2 separate regions of the Mus musculus genome follow, and region 2 is linked to region 1. Evidence: chromatin contacts called from public Hi-C data. All regions are on one chromosome and are shown on one strand. Each heading gives the region's core, a stretch centred on a gene start, on an enhancer-like site or on the middle of the called end of the contact. The rest is flanking DNA. Distances are from core to core; before and after follow the strand shown.

Evidence for each region. A called contact is a pair of places that touch in the nucleus more often than the background predicts.
Region 2: a Hi-C map of embryonic fibroblasts shows a contact between it and region 1, with 2.6 times the contacts expected there. The contact joins two enhancer-like sites. A contact is called at or near these places in 1 of 15 datasets of contacts at CTCF or cohesin (large pre-B cells), 6 of 484 Hi-C or Micro-C datasets (the G1E-ER4 cell line, the HPC-7 cell line, adipose-derived mesenchymal stem cells and 2 more) and 2 of 115 datasets of contacts at active chromatin or transcription factors (embryonic stem cells and large pre-B cells).

The regions. Positions count from the first base shown.
Region 1 is chr8:67,429,349-67,434,280 of GRCm38.p6, reverse strand. No RefSeq gene overlaps it. Among named protein-coding and RNA genes, the nearest start is that of Nat1, 59 kb to the left of the region's middle. Within about 2 kb of position 2,935, at least 32 of the 459 cell types and tissues checked have an H3K27ac peak or open chromatin away from gene starts, as enhancers often do. A contact at or near this core is called in embryonic fibroblasts, where this site is marked.
Region 2 is chr8:67,724,039-67,728,962 of GRCm38.p6, reverse strand. All of the region lies in intron 12 of Psd3 (pleckstrin and Sec7 domain containing 3), which reads left to right. Among named protein-coding and RNA genes, the nearest start is that of Gm32888, 140 kb to the left of the region's middle. Within about 2 kb of position 3,317, at least 17 of the 459 cell types and tissues checked have an H3K27ac peak or open chromatin away from gene starts, as enhancers often do. A contact at or near this core is called in embryonic fibroblasts, where this site is marked.

The sequences.
Region 1 (4,932 bases), core at 1,686-4,185:
CCACAAGAGAATGGAGTTATTTGAGGGCTTATCTCAAAGATGAGGCCTATTGAGACATATCTACTCTCTGGTTTCTATACACAAATGGAGAGGAGGCTCCCTGAGAAGCAGTAGGTGGTTGTGTGTTAAGGACCCTAATCTAGTATGTCCATCCTGAAACATACACTGATGTTGTTTTATGCCACCCCTGCTCTCAAGTAATCCTGTCTGAATGTGAGTGTGGCCTTCTAAAGTTTGACCTAACCACAGGCTGTTAGCTTTTTATCCTAAGGGTGCAATGGCTGCCACAACTCAGAGGTACTAGGCTATTTATGAACAAGCCTCAGATGTTTTAGAGAAACAAGCCACTAGCACTGAATTATCTCCTAACTCTTGTCAGACTCCAAGGTCAATACCCTGATTCTTACTTATGTAAAGAATAAAAGGGGCTCCAAACCTACTCTGTAACAGAGTAATCTTTAACTGGGTAAAGGTTCAGTGTTGTGGTTCCAGATCTACGGGTGCATGGTTTTCCTCATTCAAGTCTGGCATATGGGTTTAACAGTGGCCCCAGACTGGAGATTCCGCTCCTGCAAAGGAAGCCTCTTTCTCCCAAGAATGCTCTTGACATCTTGCTTATTTTGAAGGGAGAGAGATGTTCTGGGTGGCCTTCTTTCTTCCTGAAGATGAGCAAGTATGCAATATAAGCCATAAACTTTTAGCTAGGTAATTTGAATCTTGTTACATGACCTCCAATATCCTCTATTTTCCCCAAGTCAGAGAACCTGCATATGTAGTTTACTGGGGACACTTTCTGCAATTAAGATACAACCTACATTTGAAATGGAACAGCGTCACTGACTTGAAGTTTTCAGAGTTCCTTAATCACAGCATTGTCTTACCTTAAATCCTGACAGAAGGATTTAGATTATCCTATTGGAGTAATCTTTTTGCATACTGTGTGAAAGTGTGCCTCTGTCCTTCCTCACCTGCCTAAGGCATTGAGGCATTTTCTGATGGGCTTTAATAAAAAGCTGGTGGCCTATAACTTGGCAGGATAGGGAAGGTGGGACTTCCAGGCAGAGAGAGAGGAACTCTGGGAAGAATCGGGTGGGTGGGCATATACTAATCAGACAGGGAGGAAGTTGTAATCACTTGGCCACAGAGAGATATAACAGGTCACATGGCAAGCACATACTAGTATAGATGGGTTTAATTAATTATATGAGCTAGTTGGAAAATAGTCTAAGCTAAGGCCTGAGCTATAATAAATAATAATTGTCTCGTTATTGGGGTCAGTCTGGTGGTAGATGGTTACGTAATAGAGGCTGCTGAATTCATCTGTTCAAATGCAAACGGCTACTGAGTGTGTATTAAAGTGACTAAGGAGAAAGCGACTTTGGGTCTAAAACTGCAAACCACTTGCTTTGGCCAAAGTAGTACATACTCAGCTAATGAACTACCAACTGCTCTCAGTGTGATTTCCTTATACAGGAAATAATAATATTGGAAGGAGCCTGGCGAGTGTAATTAATAAGAAATCCTGTATCTCTTGTGGGCTTTAATTCTAGTCTAGATCCAGTTTCCATCGGGTATTGGTGATGGCAGGGAGGCTGTCCTGGCTTTAGGTGGATTTGTATTGGCTTTATTTGATTATCTCTGCTCCCTGGGCACTGGCTTTTGAGCTGCCTTAAATACTGGGCCTGCATTTTTGTTCTATGTATGTTTTCATATTTATTGATAAATCTATTTTTGAACATTGAATAGCAGTGGCTGACTTGATCGGTGACCTCCAGATTTAGTATTTGGGATGTTCTGCCCCAAAGAGTCAGTCAGGATCTTCAGAATGACTGGTATTTGCCACATTAACTGATTTCCTCATGTACAAGGAAGGTAAGGGGGGAATCTTTTCCATTTATTGATTTGGAGCCGGTTCCAGAATAAGAGACCAGGGAGTTACGCATCGTTTCACCTAGGGCTTCCTCTTCAAGTATAAAGGATTGTAATGAAAGAGCAGTAGAATGCCCTCAATAGTTTCAGTCAGGCTAGCCTGCACAAGGCCTGCTTGTGATTGATCCTGGCTTCCTTTGAAACTGGGGACAATCACATTCCCAACATTCCCTTTGCTTATCAATAGAACACTGCCTATCAATGGCATCCTGGGAAGTAAGCACCTTGTGGGTTGGCGTTGGGGAAGTGCGGTGTGATGGGTAGATTCTTCCTAATCCAATAGCCTTCCTGTTTGCAAAGGAGGCAGCCTTAATTGTCTTCACAGAACTACATAGATGATATTAGGTGGTATCTTTTCCCCAGCAATCAACAGCCTGGCCCTTTCCACCCTCTCTTCCCCCGCCCCACCCCCCTACCCCCGTCAGCTGGGCTATGCTATTGACAAAGAGCACAGCTCCTTGGTTTGACTAGGAGGCACCTGTGGGCAAAGAGCTTTGTAGACTTCAAGAGGCAACTGGGGGATAAAGTGAATACAACTTGGCCTTTAGGAATCCCAGGGTCTCCATTTGCATGCATTTGAAAGGCCCTCGCTCAGCTAGTTTTAAACTGGGGTGGACCTCCCAGTTTGTTCACACATCTCACTCCTACAAAACATTAAAATCCTGTAATAGCAGTACTCTCACATCTTACTTGGTAATTCATTACAGTACCCATTGTTGGTACTGTAAGTGCCCCCTGGCGGAAGGCTGCATTTACTGCAAGCATTTTGTAAAGTCGTTAGAGCTTTTCATCTGCCATAGGATAGCGAGAAAGGATAGGATGTTCCACCCACCAAATATGATGACGGTATATTGGAATCCCTATAAGAATTATCCAAGATCCTAGAGAAGAGTTCCTAAAACTTCTTACACGAAGCTTTAAATCTCTCATTGTGAAGAGGATGTAAACTCGGCCTTTTAAAAATCTGTCCCACTGCTGCCACCTGCTGAACACAATGGTGAAGGACAGAGGCTGGTTGCAAGACTGTGCTTAGTTGGCGGGGCTTAAGTTGGGTCTCTGTCCCTCAAGGATACCTCTGTTATTGAGTATTTCCATTTTTGCTCATGCAGAGCGTAAAGTTAGATATTTTCTGGTTGTATATTATCAATATAGTTTGAGCTTTTCTCTTAAAGCCTGTGCATAGGGTATTCTGACCACTTTCTTGTCTTCTACAAAACACATCTGGCTGGAGGGTGTCACTGAAATGTAAACTTTCACCTACTGGCCAGACCTCATGGGGAAAACAAGCAAATCAACATTTTTCATTTTAGGGTCTTCCATAGATCTTTCTTTTTAGTATTTGAGAAACCAGCCAAATAGCATGTGATAGAGACTGACTGACGATGTCCTGTTTCTTGGAAGAGGACAAGGGGGTGATGGTGTGATGCCTTGAGAATCTGGTTGGTTGCCATGTTCAGAACATTCACAGGATCCTCCTGGTTTATGGAATTTCCCAGAGAGTCTAGGGTAAAGTCTATCTCTAATAGAGACTTTAGGTGTGAGAGCCTGGAGGGTGACTACTGGTTCCTATCCTTCTTTGGGCCAGGAAGGAAGACTGGGAAGGGAATTACAGGGGGAAATGAGACCCCTCTTTCTTCCAGGCTGGCTGGGGAGAGTATGAAGCTAAAGCAGTGCCCTAAACTACAAAAACAAAAACAAAAACAAAAAACAAAACAACAACAACAACAAAAAAAAAAAACAAAACAAAAAACAAAAACAAAAAACCCCTCAAAACCCAGAAAAGTGTGTATGGTGTGTGTGTGTGTGTGTGTGTGTGTGTGTGTGTGTTATAAGTACATATTAACCCTGGAGATGGAGTTGCCAAAGGGTTGCCATGGGTTTGGACCAAGTACATTCATAGACTTTCTAGTTAGGACATGGAGTTTTGCTGAAAGTGGAACTAGAAGGAACTAATGATTGTCTCTTAAAAGTCTTTTACTTCCATTCTCTCTAAAACCTGAGTACTTGTAGAATAGAATTCCCTCCCCATTTGAGACTGGTGACTAAGGTATTGAAAACTTATCTTTTTATTCTCTCTCTCTCTCTTCCTCTCTCTCTTTGTGTGTGTGTGTGTGTGTGTGTGTGTGTGTGTGTGTGTATGTGTGTGTGTTTGTGTGAATGAGTGTTGTTTTGAGGATTGTGTGGTCTTGATTTTCATAAGCCTTGACTTATACCCATCTAGAAGGTCAGAAGAAGAAGAAATACCAAATAAAGAAAACCGGTTATGTGTTACCAGTGCACACATTGGGGCCCTCTTGCCAGCCACTTATCCTAGTATACCTGGGGCTTGATGAGCCTTGGTATTGGCTTCCTTCTTGTCTTGGAGCACAGGGGGAGGGGATGAACCCCCAGGCCACAATCCAGGAGACAGGGGACAGAACCAATGGTGTATGTCCTGCAGTCTCTTGTACCTCTGCATTCCTGATTCCATCCTGCAGCAGGCTGAGAGTTTGATTCTGACCTGCATTGCACAGAGGGCCAAATAGAAAAGGCACGAACAAGCGGCTATGTGCAAACCCATGTGTGCACTCTGGGGCTCTGTATTTGCATCTTCTTCACAGAAGGGAAGGCTGGGCAAGAGCCTCAGCCTGAGGCAGGAGGAAAAGCACCCACCACCGCTTTTCCCCACCATGATGGAGTGAGAGTTTCTCCCCAAATGTCATTGCATGAAACTATGGGAAGGAAGTGAGGCTAGGCCACACCTCTCTGGTTGCTGTAAAAGTGTCATCCTGCTTTGCCCCAGACACAGGTCAATGATGTTTATGATGCATGGTGTGAGAGCCTGGAGGGTGACTACTGGTTCCTATCCTTCTTTGGACCAGGAAGGACAACTGGGAAGGGAATTACAGGGAAAAATGAGACCCCTCTTTCTTTCAGGCTGGCTGGGGAGAGTATGGAGCTGAGGCAGTGCCCTAAACTACAAAAACCAGAAAAGTGTGTATGGTGTGTGTGTGTGTGTGTGTG
Region 2 (4,924 bases), core at 2,068-4,567, 290 kb before region 1:
TGCCCCCAGGCAAGTAGTTGGTGGGTCCAGGCCATCCGGGCTCCTTGTTCCTTCTGTGTGCTGGTTTTACTTCTTTCTGCTTCCTCTCCACCTAGTCTTCCACCCCCTACTTCCTTTCTCTTCTTTTCCTTCCTTTGTCTCCACTTTCTTTCTCTTACCTCATTTCCTCTATCCCATCCTAACTTTCAGTAGACTACACCTTTTCTGATCATGTAAAAGATACTGAGGGAAATGCATGAGTTTCCTATAGGCTTGCCTTCACATGACTTGGACTCAATGGAAGTACTGTGTGTGATGGTCAATCCTAACAACAGTGTAGTAACAAGTGTGCCTTGGAAACACATGCACACTTTAATTTATTACACTATGGTACACATGTGCAGGTCAGAAGCAGGAGTCTAGTTCAGTCATCTCCTTCTGTTATGTGTGAGTCAAGGGGATCAAATACAAACTGTCAAGCTTGACAGAAGCAGGCTTTTCTACCCTGAAGTGCTCCAGTGTGATTGCTGGCTCTAGAGCTCTCAGTCTCTATCTGATTACCTCCCCTCCCCACCCCCTGCCTTCCCTTCCCTCCCCTCCCCCTCCTCCTCCCCCTCCTCCTCTCCCTCTTCCTCTTCTTCCTCCTCCTCTTCCTCCTCCTTCTTCCCCCCTCTCTCTCTTTCTCTCTCTCTCTCTTTCTCTCCCTCTCTCTCTCCCCTTTTCCCTCTTCCTCTTTATTCATTCCCCCTCTCCTCCTTCTCCCCCTCCATCTCCTTCTCTCTCCCTCTCCACCCCCTCTCTGCCCAAAACATGCCTTTAGCAGCTTTTTAGTTAAGTCAAGTACTGAGTAGAAAGGGGAAATGTTCCTCCACCATCCTGATGCTGTACTTATTGAAAAATAAAATTATGAGGAATTTTAGTTTCCCTTAAATTATTCTTAAGACTTCTTAGTTTGTTTTTATTTTTATTTTTGTTTTAGTTTTTTAGATAATGGTCAATGAATCCATAATCTTTTCTCAAAGACAGTTGGTCTCACTCTCTTTTCAAGTAACTTCATACTCATTAAACCTGACTCGCTTGTCAAATTGATCCTGGAAAAATTCCTGGGCCTCACTGAAACCCAAGGCCTTACTCTTAGAGAGTACTCCAAGTCCCACTGTGAGGGTTGGGGCTCCTGGCAGTGGACTAAGGGGTTGTCAGTGGCAACAAAGATGAAATCTGTCTGAGGCCAGGATCACCACAGTCTTGTCATATAGAAGATAGACACTGTATGCACCCAATTAAACAAATGCACAGGAAACTGCATCTTTTTGCTTTGCTCGGCTGTTCTCTCGTCTCCTTTCTACAGAAATCTAGGGCTTTTTCTACTGTAACATTGTCATGTATGATAAAATTAGGTCAAATGAGACCCAAGCCTCCCTTCAGCTGTAAACTTGTGACTTTCACATATATGCTTAGTTTAGTGATAAAGACGGGCTTCATTGGCCTTGCTGCTGTTCCTTCTGCAGATTTGTTTATAGTCATATTTTTCTGTGCTGTGTTAGAAGTAAAAACAGATGAAACTGGGTGACTTTAGAAAAATAACTGGAAATACTAGAGTTTTTAAATGATAGCTATCAGATTGTAGGAAATATTTATTGCCATTCATGAAGCAAGCATTATTGGACAACTTAGGGCATTTTGTGCATTGGTATTTTTGTGATTTTTAAAATAAAGCCTTTCTCTCTAACTGTGACATAAAGGTGACAGAGATGGTTATGTGTCAAGTGGTCTGAGCAAGTGAGAGCAGTTAACAGTCATGTTGTAGTCTTATCTGTCTTAGTTACTAATATTTCTATTTACAACCTCATGACATTAAGCAGGGGAGTGTTTGCAGTCTTTTCTCATTGTTCTCAGTGGTCATCAAGAGTATTCCACTTGCTAGACATTTTAAATTACATATATCAATTGTAACTATTTAATAAGGCATTAAGTAAATAACGCTTTGACAAAAAGAGAATCTGAGCATGTTTTTCGTTGATGTTGATGAGTTTTGCCCCTTTCTATATTGTACTTTATAGTACCTGAGAATAAAATATCTTCAAATCTGGAGTTAGAGACAGGACCCAAGGAGCTGAAGGGGTCTGAAGCCCCATAGGAGGAACATCAATATGAACCAACCAGTACCCCCAGAGCTCCTTGGAACTAAACCACCAATCAAAGAAAACACATGGTGGAACTTGTGGCCCTAGCTGCATATGTAGCAGAGGAAGGCCTAGTTCGTCATCAATGGGAGGAGAGGCCCTTGGTCCTGTGAAGGTTCTATGCCCCAGTATATGGGAATGCCAGTGGGTGGGTTGGGGAGTAGGTGGGATGGTGAAGGGGATAGGGGATTTTCAGAGGGGAAACTAGGAAAGGGGATAACATTTGAAATGTAAATAAAGAAAATATCTAATAAAAAGTATCTTCAAACCTGATGCAATAATTTGCAGATCTATGCGTATTACGATGTGAATTCATAAAAGCTTTAATTAACAAACATTATAAGAGAAAGAACTCTGTATTTCCTGCCTTAAGTGAATGTAAATAAGAGCCTTGTGAAATGGCAGGATCACTGATTGCTAGTATGGCGGAGTGCTCTAATGAGTCATGCTACAGAGAGCAGTGCAGATTGCAGGGAACACTGGAAGAGTAGCGTGTTTTCAGGCATCGTTTTCACCTTCATTCGTTGGAGAAAATGGATCGTAATTGCATGTCATGGAGCACTTTCTTTCCTTATAGAAAGTGTCTTGATTGGATTTATCATTCTCTCTGTTTTACATCTAGTTTCCACAGCAAACAGTCTTGGGTTTGAATTGGTTTGATTACAATAATTTGTGCCTTATTCCTTCCTTCCCAACCCTATCATTTAAATACTGTCCTATAGTTTAAGCAGTAAACACTGAAGCTATCAGGATGGATTGAAGTCATGTCTTCTCACTCTCATTGCCAAACTGAGCATCACCACACTTCCCAGCGCTACTATCATGGGGTGGGGGGGGGGGGGGTTGAAGCTGCTGCTGCTTCTCCTCTTCCTCCTCCTCCTCCTCCTCCTCCTCCTCCTCCTCCTCCTCCTCCTCCTCCTCCTCCTTCTTTTGAGTAATTTGAGTTACCCAAACATATCTTATTGCTACTATTTTGCATTTAAGATGAAGATAACGTTGTTTTACTATTAACTGGAAAAGTAGATGTTGATAGACTGAAAACTCCTAATGTCAGTTTAGTCCTAATAAACAGACCCCATCTTCCATTTCTGCACTGTGTGAAGCATTCTTCCCAGTATGAACTGGAATGTGTCTTAGCGTGCCTCCGTCTGCCTTGGGATAAATAGTGTTGTCTAAATGCTGATGAGTCAGCTTTTGAGAATTATATTAATCATTTACTGTGAGCTTATTTGCAAAGGAATGAGGTTAGTTTTGGCTCATATTTCTAGAGGCATGGGCTCTGACCAGGGTTCTCTAAACTACAATAATACCATGGAGGGACATGCATGTTTCTATTATCCTCTCCCTCTCCTAGGACTCCACCCTACTCTCCTGATTCAGTCACTACCAAAAGCCCAACATCTAAATGCTGTAGTTAGAATAAGTTTCCAGCTTTTTGAAGAGATGAGTGTAAGACTCTGGAAATTAAATACCTGCAATAGATTGGGAATAAACTAAAATTAAACAAAAGATTGAAAGAGAATGAAATGGGCAAGTGCTGTTAGCCTTTACTTACAGCATCCATGATAAATGCTGCCATTTATACTCACTGCAGTTTTACGGCAGTCTAGGAATAGTGTGCTTTCCACTTAGTTCTAAATGAAAATATTAACAGAGAGAATATACACCAAGAGTAAATAGAGCGGTTTCAAGTACTGAGGTCATTGAATGCTAATAGCAAACAACTGGCCTTGCTTATTATTATAGCAAGCAGTTTTGTTAGATACTATAATATAGATGAGTTAAAACTATAAGACTAGCTATGACTACTTCAAGGGGGACTTAAAGAATGAGAGAGGGAAGGGGCCAGTGGCAAGATGGTCATTTAAAGAACAAACTAATATATCATCTCCATTAATAGAGATATTTTCACTAATTTGTAAGAGGAGAAACGAGTATTAGTGAGTTTAACTTACCGAAAGTCACAAAGACATTATCAGGGAGCCAGGTATTTGAACATATAAGCCCTAATTCCAGATATCCATGCTCTGAACCACAATTCCTTAAGGCTCTTTTGTCCATTTGGCAGGATGCAATGAAGAGATTACCATGGAGTGTGCAAGAGTTGTCAGTTAGTGCTGAGTACATCGAAATTGCAAACCTTATATCTCTGGAACAACCATTACCATTGTGTGCAGTTGTGTCATTTACCTGCAGTGATAGTTAGCCAGACATTTTACTGACCACATAAAGGAGCATCCATGAGGTTTTCTATTTTTTAGACAAGTACAACCAAGCAAAACTTACTGAATGCCATGAATAAACACAAATGTCTATGAGATTTCTAGTAGAAAATATAAGAGAAAAAGAAATTTACATGGGGAGATGGCTCAGAGTATTAAGTGCTCAGTAGGAAAGCAGAGACCTAAATTCAGATCCCCAGAAAACACACACACAGCAGAAGCAGCAGCAACAACAACAACAGACAAAGCCAAGTATGTTACATGTACCTGTAACCTCAGTACATTGGCTTAGGGAATGGTAGACAGAAGGACCTTGGGGGCTTACTGGCTAGCTAGCCAAGATGAACTGGTGAACCTCAAATTCAGTGAATCTCTCTACCTTCAAAAGACAAGTTAGAGGGTGATTGAAAAAGACACCAACCTTGACCCCTAGCCTCCACACCTGTGCCTATTATATTTATACACATGCACATATACTATACACAGCACACAGAATCAGAATGCCATTGGACCTATTATATTGGAAAGTAAATGAAGAAA